Regions from separate parts of the Gossypium hirsutum genome. Here regions 2 and 3 are each linked to region 1. Evidence: chromatin contacts called from public Hi-C data. All regions are on one chromosome and are shown on one strand. Each heading gives the region's core, a stretch centred on a gene start, on an enhancer-like site or on the middle of the called end of the contact. The rest is flanking DNA. Distances are from core to core; before and after follow the strand shown.

Region 1 (4,363 bases), core at 1,129-3,628:
CCATCTGAAAATTAATTCTAGAATCTCATATTGAGATGCTTCTCTTGTACTTATCTTACAACATAACCACTGAGGCACAGAACACTTCCTCAATGTGATTTAAATAAACAAAGAACTATAGATCACTTCTTCAAAATCCTAAATTCAATCATATTCTACAAATATTTTCCCTATTTTTCAGCATCTATCACTAGAAGAGTATCACTTTTCGGTCATAGTACCTAGTTTCTTAAAACTTTTAAATCAATTAGGGCATTTATGGTGTTAGAGGTGCGAAGAGCAAAATAAATAATTTCAAACAAGGAAAAAGGACTAACTTACTGAAATAATATACAAAAATTTCATTCCACTATCTACTAGCAAGCTGTTTGAAGATGTGGCAAAAGCCGACACAGCAGACACAAAGTGAGGTGACAGAGGCAAGTTCTCATCAACTTCCATGGAGTCAAAAACAGCCTTTCTAGCCCTCCTAAAATTCAACTCCAGAACTTCCTCAAGATACGGACGCAAGAGCACCAGAAGCAACTTCGAGAGTTTCAACCCTTGTGATTCCAGCAATAAGCAGTAGTTAAGGCTGTCCTGAACACAAATGCTAGCTGCACGTAGTGCAGAAATTGTCTCTGAAGGTGGTGCATTTTCCTTCACCAAACGTACAAAAAATTCAATTTCCCACTCTGCCCACTGAACAACTCTATTGGTATAGACAGGATTGTCGCCAAATATCAAACCAGATTCTCTTGTTGTTAATGAGATCATAGAAAAGACAAGCCTGGACAGTGCGGCAGGAAATGTCTTTGGACAGACAGAACATGAAGGAAGAAAACCCTCAATGTTTTTCTGCAGGCGGGAACCACGAGACTTCAGAAGTAATAATTGTGCTGAAGGACCTTTCCCAAGCTTAATTAAACCAGATAATGCCTTCTTTAGTTCATTAGCACTAACTGCAGGTAGTTCAGCAATCTCAGTAAGCTGATCCTCAAGCATTGCCTTCCTTTCTAGAAATGAAGACTTGTAGGAAGATGATTCAGTTGAAGAATCTCCAGAGAAATTTTTCTCTTCAGCCTCTAAAGCCTCCAGTGCTTCTTCAACTTTATGTTCAGCCAAAAGAACATCGATTTTCTCCAGGAATTTTTTCTTGGGGTCATCCATTTCTTCTTGAACATCATCGACCTTAGGGTCTAGTGGTGTGTCATTAGTATCAGCATTTTCCTGGTTCGACTCTTCCAGTTCACGACACACCCCAGTCATTAGATCCTGCACAATAATCCCTTGAGAAGAGATATGCTTTCGTAGCTCAACCAACTCGTGCTCCATTTCAACAACTTCTTCAGACATTCTACAGTTACCATTACAATCAAACTTACTCAACCGAAATAAATAAAACAATAATTAGAAACTTTTCAACTTGATTTTCATTTATCATAAAAAGGTAAATAGGAACAGTTTTATTTGACCTCAAGAAAGCCAAGTATGTTGTGCGCCTATTCCCACATAAGTTTTCCACAGCATCTTTCAAATCCAAAAGCTCACAGCAAAGTTTTCTGATCCCCTGCATTACCAAAATGTCCAAAATTACATATAAAGAATATGCAAGATGTCAAATCAGGAAATCATGGCTGAAACAGGTAAATGCATGCATGCTTGTAAAAGGACGAACTAGGGGCAGGAAAAACAAGGGAAAAATAGTTTTTTTTTTTTCATATTTGTTCCCCATTTTCCCAGTGTTTAATCAATAAAGCATATAAAATAATAGACAGATAAATTATCCATTTTTACTACGCCATCAAATAAATAAGTGATTTTGATAGATTCCACTTAGTGCGAAGAAACCCAAGCAACGAAATCCCTGGGAATACCTTTCTTTCTTACTTCCAACATAGAAAAACAAAGAAAAACAAGCTATAATTTTTCCCTGAAATTTGACTAGAACCCAAATTAAAGTAAAGAAATCCACAGTAAAAGAGAAAGTCGAGGTAGAGAAATGGGGAACAAAGCAGAAGAAAACCGAGAAGTTTGAATCCAAGATCTAAAATGGAAAAACATTTTAACAAAGAGTGGGAAACAATCAAACAAATAGAAGACCTTTTCAGTATGGGATTGGTGAACAGAATCAATCTTGGACTGGGGAGTGATGCTCTCAATGGAAGGGAAGTCATCATCTTCTTCACTGCTCTCCATCATTCGATCAAAGAGTAAAACAGATAGTGTGAATTATTGGTTTTAATGAGAGAGTTTGAGAAGTAGCATCATATCGTTTATCGCGAGGAGGGCGGGCTGACTACGGACCAAACTGCAAAAAGCAACATGTTAATATGCTGTTGCCTTTTGCTGCCACTTTCCAACATGTTTAGTCTTTAATCTCTTTACTTTTCTAACTATATTTTTTATATCGGATATCAAATTAGTTTTTATTCTTTGAAATTGTGAAATTTACCATAATAATATACATTAAGTAAAAATAAATTACTTTTATAGCCAATGAGCCGTCTTAGCTCAGCCGGTAGAGCGCGTGGCTTTTAACCACGTGGTCGTGGGTTCGATTCCCACAGACGGTGAAAATTTTATAATTTTTCAGTTTTCGCTTTTACTTCCTCCACGAGACAGAAAGATTATGCTCGTGTTCCAGTGCAATGCATAAGCATCTTATCTCTGTGCGCCCCCATCATCCCACCCTCCATTTTCCTTTCCGGAAAACTGTATCATCATCACTGCTTGTCCCCGGCAAATTCCTTCACCGTAGCATGATTTCTTTTGGGTAAACTACAGCGTAAGTCACTCAACTATAGGTTTATTTTTTTTTTGGCCACTCAATTAATTAATTGTGATTGTATTTTGATTCTAGGTTAAATACCGTTAAAATTAAAAATTAATATAATAATAAATTTAGTCCTCAAACTTCTATATTTTATATCGATTTAATCATATTTTAAAAAATAATAACCCTCAACCCTCTTCGTCTCTCCTCTGTTGCCATTGCTCCTCTTTCCTGTCTCTAGTTGTATGCTTGGACTGTTACCGCCTATCAGTAACTTTTACGAGTCTATCAACAGCATTCAAGCTCACAAAGAAGGCATACGGTGGAAACATACACCATATAAAAACACATGTTTCTTTCTTAATGATTAGAGAGAAGAATTAGAAGCCTCAGAGGTCTACTGTTTCCCTGATTTTGATGCATTTCAGAAGAATAAAAAATAAATTAAATAAAAATGGCAGAAAAAATATAGATTGAGAGTTGATATATGTTTTTGCTAAGCCAGACTATCATCCCCTTCTCATCTGCATTTTAGGTTCTTTTCTATTTTCGCCATATTGTATTTGTTTCAGCTCTTTTATTTTTCTTTTTTTTAGCTTCGGGTGTTAAAATGATTGGATCTTTATTTGAAGCTAGTTTGATTTCAAAGGAAGGAGAAGAGAGATGAAGTTGATTTTTTTTTTTAAATATTACTCAATTGATAAAATATATAAAAATTGAAGGTTAAATTTAATATTATACTATTTTTTTAATTGTTACGTCACCATCCCATAAAATAGGGCAAAAAATACCATAAAAAGCCATTCTTTTTTAAATTTACGGAAATGGGCCCGGTATATTATTATTTACCAGAATGGGTCATTTTCCCCGAAAGCGCATCCACGTCAGCCGATTTCGCGGGACGTGTCAGGAAAACGCATCCCTGAGGGCGCGCTTTGTTTACGTGGCAACAAAACGCATCCACGTAAGCGCGCTGATGTGGGCGTGTTTTGTTCCGCACGTAAACAGTGCTAACGTTCATTTTTTTTACTGTTGCCCCCCCAACGGTAAAAAAAAACCTATAAAACCCCCCACCCTTTCATTTTTTTTCACAAATTAATCCTCTCTCAATTATTTTCTCAAATTCCTCTCAATTTGCTCTCAATTTCCTTCCAAATTTCTCTCAAATCCATATTTAATATCAATTTGCTCTCAATTTCCTCTTAAATTTCTCTTAAATCCCTATTTTTAATTTTTTTTTAAATCGTAAAAATTTGTACGAATTTAGCAATGGCTGGAGAATTGATTCGTCTTGATAACATGTACATATCTGTCAAACAAATGAAAATGGTAAGTGTTAAATGTATTTTTTAAATATTATTTAAGATTTTTTATTTATGCATTTTTAGATAATTATTAATTTATTATTTGTTATAAAATTCTGTAAATCGGATATTGGAATGCTATATCCGGAATATGCATGGTCCTTCATCACTGTTGGTAGAGAATTACCTGCGGGAAGCGGATTTTTGGCACGTGGCGACGGTAGGCCAGGGATGGAAGTTGGACCCGAAACTGATTAGTGCGTTGATCGAGAGGTGGAGACCCAAGACGCACACATTCCATCTT
Region 2 (4,363 bases), core at 1,151-3,650, 240 kb after region 1:
TTTATGATAATTTATTTCTTTTGAAATGGTTGATATAATTAAATGTAACTTAAAAAAATATGAAAATAATGTTGTAGACATGATTGTCACAATAACACATATTTATAATATTCATGTTTAAGATTTTGGAACATATAATGATTGTGTTATTTTTAATTTTGCCTAGTTGACAGAAAAATACAATATAAAACATTGATACACGAATTTTCAAATCTAAAGAATGCGTTGCTTCAAGGTTGACACAAGACAAGTTAGTATATTGTTTTCAGTAATCCAGATAATTGAACAATAATCATCAAACTATATTTCTGACGCTTGCAATACATAATGTCGTGTGCTGTCAACTTACAGGTATTGAGCATTCCCACGTTCTTGAATGAAGCTAACCATCTTTGAACAAATCTTTGCTTCTTAGATAAATTCTAACGTAAAAGCTGGTCCAGACAACTAGGTGACTACAACTGGTGGAACATAAAAGTTTAATACTGAGATACAGACATGAAATTTTGCAACGTGCATTTTCTTCTAAAGGAAATGCCAGTAGCAGATTCATCCTTGGTGTACAACAAGATCATGGTGTTCGAGTTAATTCTTGTTCACAGTGAGGAACGGTGTTTTGGATATGACATGAAAGCAAGTATGCCTAGTAGCGAGGACATGGAATTCAATGCCACCTTTAACACTTCTTCTGAACAACCTGGTTTAATCGTTATCTTCACCTGCAACATACCAAGCTCTAGGTTAACCTCAGGGTTAGACTTATTTAAAAGTTGTAGAAGGTTTTTAATTTACACAATTTGATTCACAAGAAACAAAACTAGATATGCCCCAATATTAAAAATATACGTACATAATGCCCATCCTGTGAAAACCAGAGCATTGAGTCAAATTTTGATATAAAATACGGACTGTGATAGATCCAAGAAATTAAGCCTTCTCAATGAACGGAAATGTACCGGTTGAGTTCAAAGAGCATGAATCAGCAAGGATGTGAACCCATTAACTCAAAACTTTATAGTAAACATATTTCCAAGCTGAAAATGTTCATATCTGAACTAAAGAAGGCAGTAATCTAATCAACGTGGATACTGCTACACTAATCTTCTTTCTGCCCGTCAATAAAAGGAATTCATGTTTGCTAGCCACAAAATTACCAACAATACACAATCCAAGAGCTAACAGAATTTCACATGCCAAAACTTTTAAAAGATGAAAAATAGAAGGGGTAAGTGGGTAAGTATATATATACCATTTGAAGGTAATCCTGAAATTCCTTTATCTTTCTAATGTGATCTTCATCCTCTCTGTGCGTATCCATAAGCTCCATACTGGAATCTGGTTCTTCCAACAATGTGGTTCCTGCTTCTCGATAGAGCTCATCCATTACATTGTTTATGTTATCTGATTCTTCTGTTTGCTCCCAAGATAGACAATTGTCATAGGCATCAGTATATTGGATTATCTTATGGATTGTGTCAAAAGACAGAGGGCTATTGCCACCAAATTTCATATGCTTGTTATTGACTAGGAATAAGAAGAAATGAAAAAGAAATGAATAAAAACTGAAGAAACAAGGAAAGAAGATTTTGAACGAGTTATGCAGGAGTAAGACCATACTCCATAGTCTCAAACAAAGGGCTCAGTGACAGGGATGTTTATGTCTATCTCAAGCAAATTTGACTTTGTTTTGCTTGAGAACCACAGAAAAACGTTTTTCATTGTAATATGAAGGACAACAAAAATCGGTTTTTTTAAAGCTTAGCAAATTGTGTAGCTGAAGGATTTATTACACAACAAAGGAATCTCTCTGTTATTGTGTAGCCTAAGGATTATGTACCAGAGATGGCTATTCAAATCTCCCATATCACAAAAAGTTCCTCCAACCACGCTAAAACTCTCCTTAGCATCTAGAATATCAATAGTGTGCAAAGCAATATACAATTTAACTAGTAAAATTTTACAAGTCACCATGAAATCCTCAGATTCTAGCGTAAAATGATTTTATTTAATCATACTCAAGATAGACTAACTTGGTATCAGAAAACAAATCATTCAAATACCTTGAATACAAAAAATAATAATAATAAAGTACCATGATTTATAATCCAGCCAGATAAAGTAGGAAAATGCATTGGGGTTCTTTCTTCTTTGCGGCATTCTGCCAATGGGAGTAAGTTTTCAGATAAATATTACCAGTTAAAATTGAAAAAAATTTAAGCCAAATGAAAATGTAACAGCTTACTAGAAGAACCAAGCGTATCAAGCGAATCCATTCTCGTCTAAAAAAGAAAAAAGATTGTTTGAATTGGACAATCCTACCTGCCCTTCAGCTCCATAGCAGTTTACTTACTTTTCATATTTTTGTCAGCCTATCTCCATGAAACATGCGCAAGTTACAAGTTTACCCCCTGATTTAAAATGATTTAACATGGGCTAGGCCCAAGAAAATTGCAATTCGAGATTCGAGATTTTATTGGTCTTCCTTTGAAAGCCCTCTTTCTTTTCCTTTTTCCCCTTATCCATTTTAACCGAGAGATAGTTTGATCAAATCTATATTGACATAAAAAGTAAAATTTTGAGTCATTAAATATTGAATGCAGTGCTAAGACACATTGTATTTTCAATAAAAGAACGGAGTTCGAATCTTAAAAATAATATTATTGAGAAAGACAATCCTGAATCCCAAACATAAAAGTACCAAAGAGAGAGTAAATTTTGAAGCTTTAAAAAATTTAGAATTCAAGAAAACATGAGTTGAATAAGATTTAAACTTAAAACACCCAAACTTTTAACTTAGAGTCTGTTTGATTGACGGAAATAATTTTTTGGAAAATTATTTCTAACTTTTTCGATGTTTGTTTGGCGGAAAATATTTTTCATTTAGAAAATCAACGGGTAAAATTACTTACAATTTAGGAAAAATGTCATCTCCTTTCAATTTTCCTAAGACGTTTTACTGGCTTTCCTCTCTATCGATTTTTCCAGTCCTTCCTTCTTCATTCCTTCATTTCTGTTAGAAAACTTCATTCTTATCTTTTTCCAGTAATCCCCCACTCTCCTCCTTCATTCCTTTATTCCTCTCTGTCGATTATCACCATGGTTTTCTGTGGGTTCGAACTCGTATTGGAACCTGGACGAATGGATATCGCAGCTGCTGCAGTGCAAGCCTTTATCGGAGCAGTAGGTAACGGATCTGTTTCAAATTTCCTCATTTGCGATTTGATCCATTTTTTGTTTAGTATTTTCTCTGTATGTGGTCAGATCCATTTTTTGCCACCGATCCATTTTTGTTTAGGAAGAAAATTTCTTCATTTTGACATGTGTTGTCCTGGTTTTGTTATTTTATAGTAATAAATTACAAGACATGGACTAAAATTCATTTTCCTCTTACACCATTTTCGAATGCCTAGTATCCTTCTGTCTGAATTTCCCTTTTCAAATGTAGGTGTTTTTGTGGTTTTTCTTTACCCCACACATATAGATACGAGATTATGATCCTTCAAATCCTTCAAATTGTAAGGAAAAACGAAACAATGATAAGATCTTTATTGAATTATGTTTTTGTTCCACTTGCTTTCACTGATATTGATTCGTTTGTTTGTTCGTTTGTTTGAAAATGTGTTGCCTGTTTTCACTGATAATGATCCATTTTGTTCGTTCATTTTCTCGTATGCTAACCATATTCAATTGACTAAAGAATTGGTTTTTGAGACTAGAAATTAATAGCCTCAAAATGTTCTTAGAGGGTAGAAATTAATAGCCTGAATAATAGAACGCTCTCTGTTAAAGAGCGAGGTGCTATAATTTGAGTTTTACTGAGATTTCTTTGCATATTTCCATCAACTTCATGTAAAAACGAAAGGTTTCATCAATTTAATCTAAAACTACTCCCCTACCATCTATATTTCAACAGATATATATTGACATACTAATTAGTTTATTTAGCATAGAAGATTTGCAAGGAAGTTGATATTTATTGACATACTAATTAATAACACACTAAAAAAGAGAGTCAAGAAGCTTGATCAACAGGAGAAGGGAAGGGAAGAAAGAAACATAGTGACAGTGCTGTAGTCTCAAGTAACACGACTACCTTCTTTTCCTCATAAACAAATTGCTGGCATATCTAAGAAGTTCTCCACTGCATCTCGAATTGAATCCGACTGTTCTTAGAGTCGATCAGATGATACCTTTCATTGATTCTTCTGTTATTCACAACATCAGGTAGGCTTATAGTAACATAACCCAAAGATTCCTGGTCATACATGTAAACAAGTATTATTATTCGAGTACACAAAACATGTATTTATATTTCAAACAGACAATGAGAAAATAAGCCTGTTATGCACCTTGGGATGCAGTA
Region 3 (4,363 bases), core at 1,239-3,738, 190 kb before region 1:
TCTGATCTATTCTCGAAACGGTAAAGAGTAGAAATTTCTGAAATTTTATTTGTTAAACATGAGAATCAAATTGAGTTGAACAAGTGTAGGGAAAACAAATTGAATACTAAAACAGGGTCCCATGAGAAAACCAAATGATTGATACATTTACATTCGACATGAAAAATGAATCTTACCTTGAAAATACAACACAATGGAAAAAAATCAAATTCTGGAGAGAGTTCAAGTCCCAAACCAAGTGATCAAATCTGATGAAAAAAACAATAAGAAACTCATTAATCAGATCCAAAAATATTTCTATAAGGTTGATAAATGATCCAAAAAATAGAAAGAGCAAATCAAATAAAGTCAAGATTTAAGTATGAGAGTCAACGCACTATTTTACTTAGCTCCTTAAATGTCTTGATTTATGTTCTGTCTTTGATCCTACATAAAAATTAAAGGTACCTTCTTAAGAGATGAAGACTTCACTGCAAAGTTGTAATCCTTTGAAAGCACATTTTGATCAATTTCTGATCAAAGGTCCATCAATTGAGTTGAGTTATATATATGTTGGACTTGTCATTGTAGCTATAAAAGGATGAAATTGCAGTAATGGTTAAAGAATAGAAAGCATGATATGTAGCATTGATTGTGAGTAAGGACTAGGTTTCATTTCTATACATTTTTTTGTTATTTTACTAATGAATTAGATGGTTCATAGTTGAACATTAATCGATCAACTTATAAATTCTTGAATTTTATTCGAATTCAATTGATTAATTCATACATTGATATGCATAATTGTTTATCTCAAAATACACTATCCTTATCTTCAAGAATCTTCATCACCGTTCTTTGTAGTTCATTCTTTAACTCTGTTTCTTCCTCTGTTTCAACAATGACAGGATCTTTAATTTGGAACATAAAGGAACAATATTTTGATACCCAATCAAGAGAAACAAAGATGAAACCTGTTCTATTAAAAGATAATGGGAATGGAATTTTGAAAATGGAGTTGTATGCAATTCTTTAGCCATTATCTAAGTTAGATACATTGAAATAATAAAAATCCAAAAAAAAACGCACAAGCGCAATTATACAATAATTCCATTGAAATCAATTTTAAAAGCAACAAATCCATATACACTATAAAAAAAAGTAACAATGAATAACATAAAATAGCAATTCAATAGAAACTACTGAAAAATAAAAGATTCATATTAGTGCAAAAGGCTCACAATTTAATAAAAAAGTATCGAACAAATTAAGAATTAGGAGATTAGATCTATAAACCAAAACCCATTATAAGAACCTGTACAGATCTAGGGGATTTGAAATTTGAGTCTCAATTAAAACTTACCGAATCTTGGATCTTGCGAGACATCCAAAAAATGCTTCACTTCTTTTTTCAGTGGATCAAGCTATCAGGAATTTCCAATTTTGAAGAGAAAAAGGTTTTGGGTGTGCGAAGCAGGTTGGGAGGAAATGTGATTAAAAGAAAATTAAATTAAGTGTAGAAGAGATAAAGTTGAGGAAAAAAACATGAAAAAGGGAGAGGCCTAAATCACCATTTAGTGCGAAGAGAACTGAATGGTATGATGCATTTTGAGTTGAATAATCCCGTAATGGAATATGACTGTAATAGCTTGTTACAACCAACCAAACAATGGTTTAGTAATAGGCCCACTGAATTAGGCTGCAATACATTACTATTACAACCAACCAAATATAATGTTAAATTTTTATGGATTATATAATCTTCTCTACAATACTTAAATTTTTATGGATTATATAATCTCAAACCTTCTATGCTAAACTAAAAATAAATGAAAAGATACTTGAATTAATTGCATGTTCTTCATTTGATAAAAAAGTGATGAAATAATTTACGAGTTTTGTTTGAAATAGAAGATAAAATTAATTAATTACAATGATTTTTCTTTACTTTTAGCTTAGCATGGAAGATTCAATATCACATAATTAAAAGAAATTTGGTTTCATGAAAAACTATTAAAGATAATAATTTTCATTGATAAATTTTTAAATATTAATATTTAAAATTTTATATTTCAAAATTCAAATTTAGAATTTTTGGCAATGAAATAGACACATAAAATTTGTTTATTATTTTAGTTTTTACTAATTTTTTTATTTTAGTATTTGATTTTTTAACTCAATCAATATTTTACAAAGATATTTTTTGGGTGACCGAAATGAAAGCGACTTAAAAGTCGGATGACTAAAATGAAAGTGTAAACATAATATGGCGTGTATAGTTAACGCTTAGTTGACTAAAATGGAAGCACCCTAAATGTTGGGTGACCAAATTGGAAGGATTTTATATAGGTGACCAAAATGAAAGCATCTTAAAAGTTGGGTGATCAACTAGTTAGTTTACCCTAAAAAGTTTTGAACAACTGTCACGTGGCAAAAAAGTAAAAGGGCAGGAGCTGTTAAAATTTTCAGGCGGATTGTTCCCTATAAATGCCCTCCACCTTTGATAAAATTACTTCCTTCCTCTTTAACCTTCTTCTTCCCCATTCATCCTCTCTTTTCTGCACCTCAAATTTCCAATAATAATAATAATGGAAAACCAAAACCCGCTCCAAAATGGAGCTCTTGAGGGTGCCGCTGGAAACGGTGGTCGCAGTGGTGATGGATCGGCTCTGATCTTTCTTGGAACCGGCTGCTCCAGTGCCGTCCCAAACGCTATGTGCTTGATTCAGCCCTCTGATCCTCCCTGTCAAGTCTGCTCCCAATCCCTCTCCATTCCCCCCGATCGTAACCCTAATTACAGGTCTCCTTTCCCCTTTATTTTTTCCATAAAATTTAATTGTGCATACAATTTCTTCTATACCGCAGATCTAAACTTTTCCGTGCATTTTGTTCACTAGTCATTCTTGTGTGATATCAATATTGTCTTGATATTTGTTAAATAATTTATGAAATATCGTTGGTAACTTGTTGCTGTTAATTTAGTAGTCAAAGAAAATAACTTAGTTTAAGTTTGGTATTGATTCATTTGTTTATTATACCCAATTCCTGCACAAGTCCTCACAATTAACGTGCAAAAGTAAATTTTTTGACAATGACAAAAATATTGATAATTCAAGTACTATAATAACTGATATAAAAAATATTTTAATACTGTAATTTCTTGGATAAAAATGCATTTTATAATAGATTCTGTTAATTGAAGAAATCTTAATGTAAAAATAAAATATTTTTGCGATGCGATTTAGGAATATAATTAACAATCTTGTTCATTTTCACAAGTTCAAATGATTCTCCACATCTGTGCTTTCATTATGTGATAATTTCTGGTTATAGTTTCTCAAAGAAATTTAAGGTTTTCCAGCTTTGATTTTTTTTATCCTTTCAGGTGCAATACATCTTTGCTTATAGATTATTGTTCCAGCGATGGTATACGCAATTATATTATTATTGATGTGGGCAAGACATTTAGGGAACAAGTTCTTCGGTGGTTCACTTTCCACAAGATTCCTCGAGTAGATTCTGTGAGTTTAAGCTTGGCATAGTGACCATCTTATATTTAGTTTATTGACTAGTGCAATTCCAAACTAGTACTAATTTTCCTTTTGTGAACTCTAGATTGTTTTGACTCATGAACATGCTGATGCAATTCTTGGTTTGGATGATATTCGTGCCATCCAACCTCATAGTCCTACTAACGATATTGATCCCACCGCCATTTACCTAACTCGACATTCAATGGATAGGTATAATATGAATTTTTATTCTTGGTTTTATTGTGCATAAATACTTTTCTATCTCCAGTTATGCAGATACATTACCAATATATATGTTGTTCATATATTTGTATAATATGAGAGATTGGTATAATATGCTCTAAATAGCAAAGTCAAAAGTAAGGTTTCAAGACATTAGAATTGGAGCAGATTGTCCAAACTGGCTGTAAATTGTAGAAAGGATGTCTTACGTTTTATGCTGTCCTATCTCAAGCAAACCTTGGCTGATGTTTTCTTTGTTTGTGTCCAACAGCATTGCCACAAAATTTCCGTATTTGGTTCAGAAGAAACTTAGAGAAGGCCAAGAAGTAAGGCGGGTGGCACAGCTTGACTGGAAGATAATAGAGGAGCACTATGACAAACCGTTTGTTGCATCAGGACTGAAATTTTTTCCGTTGCCAGTCAGTCCCCTGTCTCCTTAGATAATATAACATCTCTGCCATCTCTAATTCATATGTCTAAGTGCTTGATTGTACCTTTGATATAGGTGATGCATGGAGAAGATTATCTCTGTTTAGGTTATCTTTTCGGTGAAAAGTGTAAAGTGGCTTATATATCTGATGTTTCACGTTTTCCTTCAAACACGGAGTATGGTAGGTGCTGCATTTTCT

Evidence for each region. A called contact is a pair of places that touch in the nucleus more often than the background predicts.
Region 2: a Hi-C map of leaf shows a contact between it and region 1, with 2.0 times the contacts expected there. The contact joins the promoter of LOC107901855 here to the promoter of LOC107901863 in region 1. A contact is called at or near these places in 3 of 34 Hi-C or Micro-C datasets (all in leaf).
Region 3: a contact with region 1 is called in a Hi-C map of leaf, with 2.4 times the contacts expected there. The contact joins the promoter of LOC107901869 here to the promoter of LOC107901863 in region 1. A contact is called at or near these places in 2 of 34 Hi-C or Micro-C datasets (both in leaf).

Annotation. Positions count from the first base shown.
Region 1 is chrD06:52,917,466-52,921,828 of Gossypium_hirsutum_v2.1, forward strand. It overlaps LOC107901863 (exocyst complex component EXO84C), which reads right to left and starts at 2,379. Exons shown (of 7, transcript XM_016828020.2): 1 at 2,083-2,379; 2 at 1,455-1,549; 3 at 322-1,336. The coding sequence starts at 2,181. TRNAK-UUU (transfer RNA lysine (anticodon UUU)) reads left to right here and starts at 2,483; the gene lies at 2,483-2,555.
Region 2 is chrD06:53,158,407-53,162,769 of Gossypium_hirsutum_v2.1, forward strand. It overlaps LOC107901855 (pyrophosphate--fructose 6-phosphate 1-phosphotransferase subunit alpha), which reads right to left and starts at 2,401. Exons shown (of 4, transcript XM_016828014.2): 1 at 2,243-2,401; 2 at 2,093-2,158; 3 at 1,250-1,410; 4 at 282-719. The coding sequence starts at 2,273. The coding sequence ends at 597. LOC107901854 (a long non-coding RNA gene) reads left to right here and starts at 2,631. Exons shown (of 2, transcript XR_005914606.1): 1 at 2,631-3,184.
Region 3 is chrD06:52,727,616-52,731,978 of Gossypium_hirsutum_v2.1, forward strand. It overlaps LOC107901869 (putative hydrolase C777.06c), which reads left to right and starts at 2,489. Exons shown (of 10, transcript XM_016828030.2): 1 at 2,489-2,779; 2 at 3,365-3,500; 3 at 3,595-3,722; 4 at 4,006-4,153; 5 at 4,240-4,345. The coding sequence starts at 2,568. It overlaps LOC107901870 (a long non-coding RNA gene), which reads right to left and starts at 1,680. Exons shown (of 4, transcript XR_001685479.2): 1 at 1,343-1,680; 2 at 448-570; 3 at 1-248.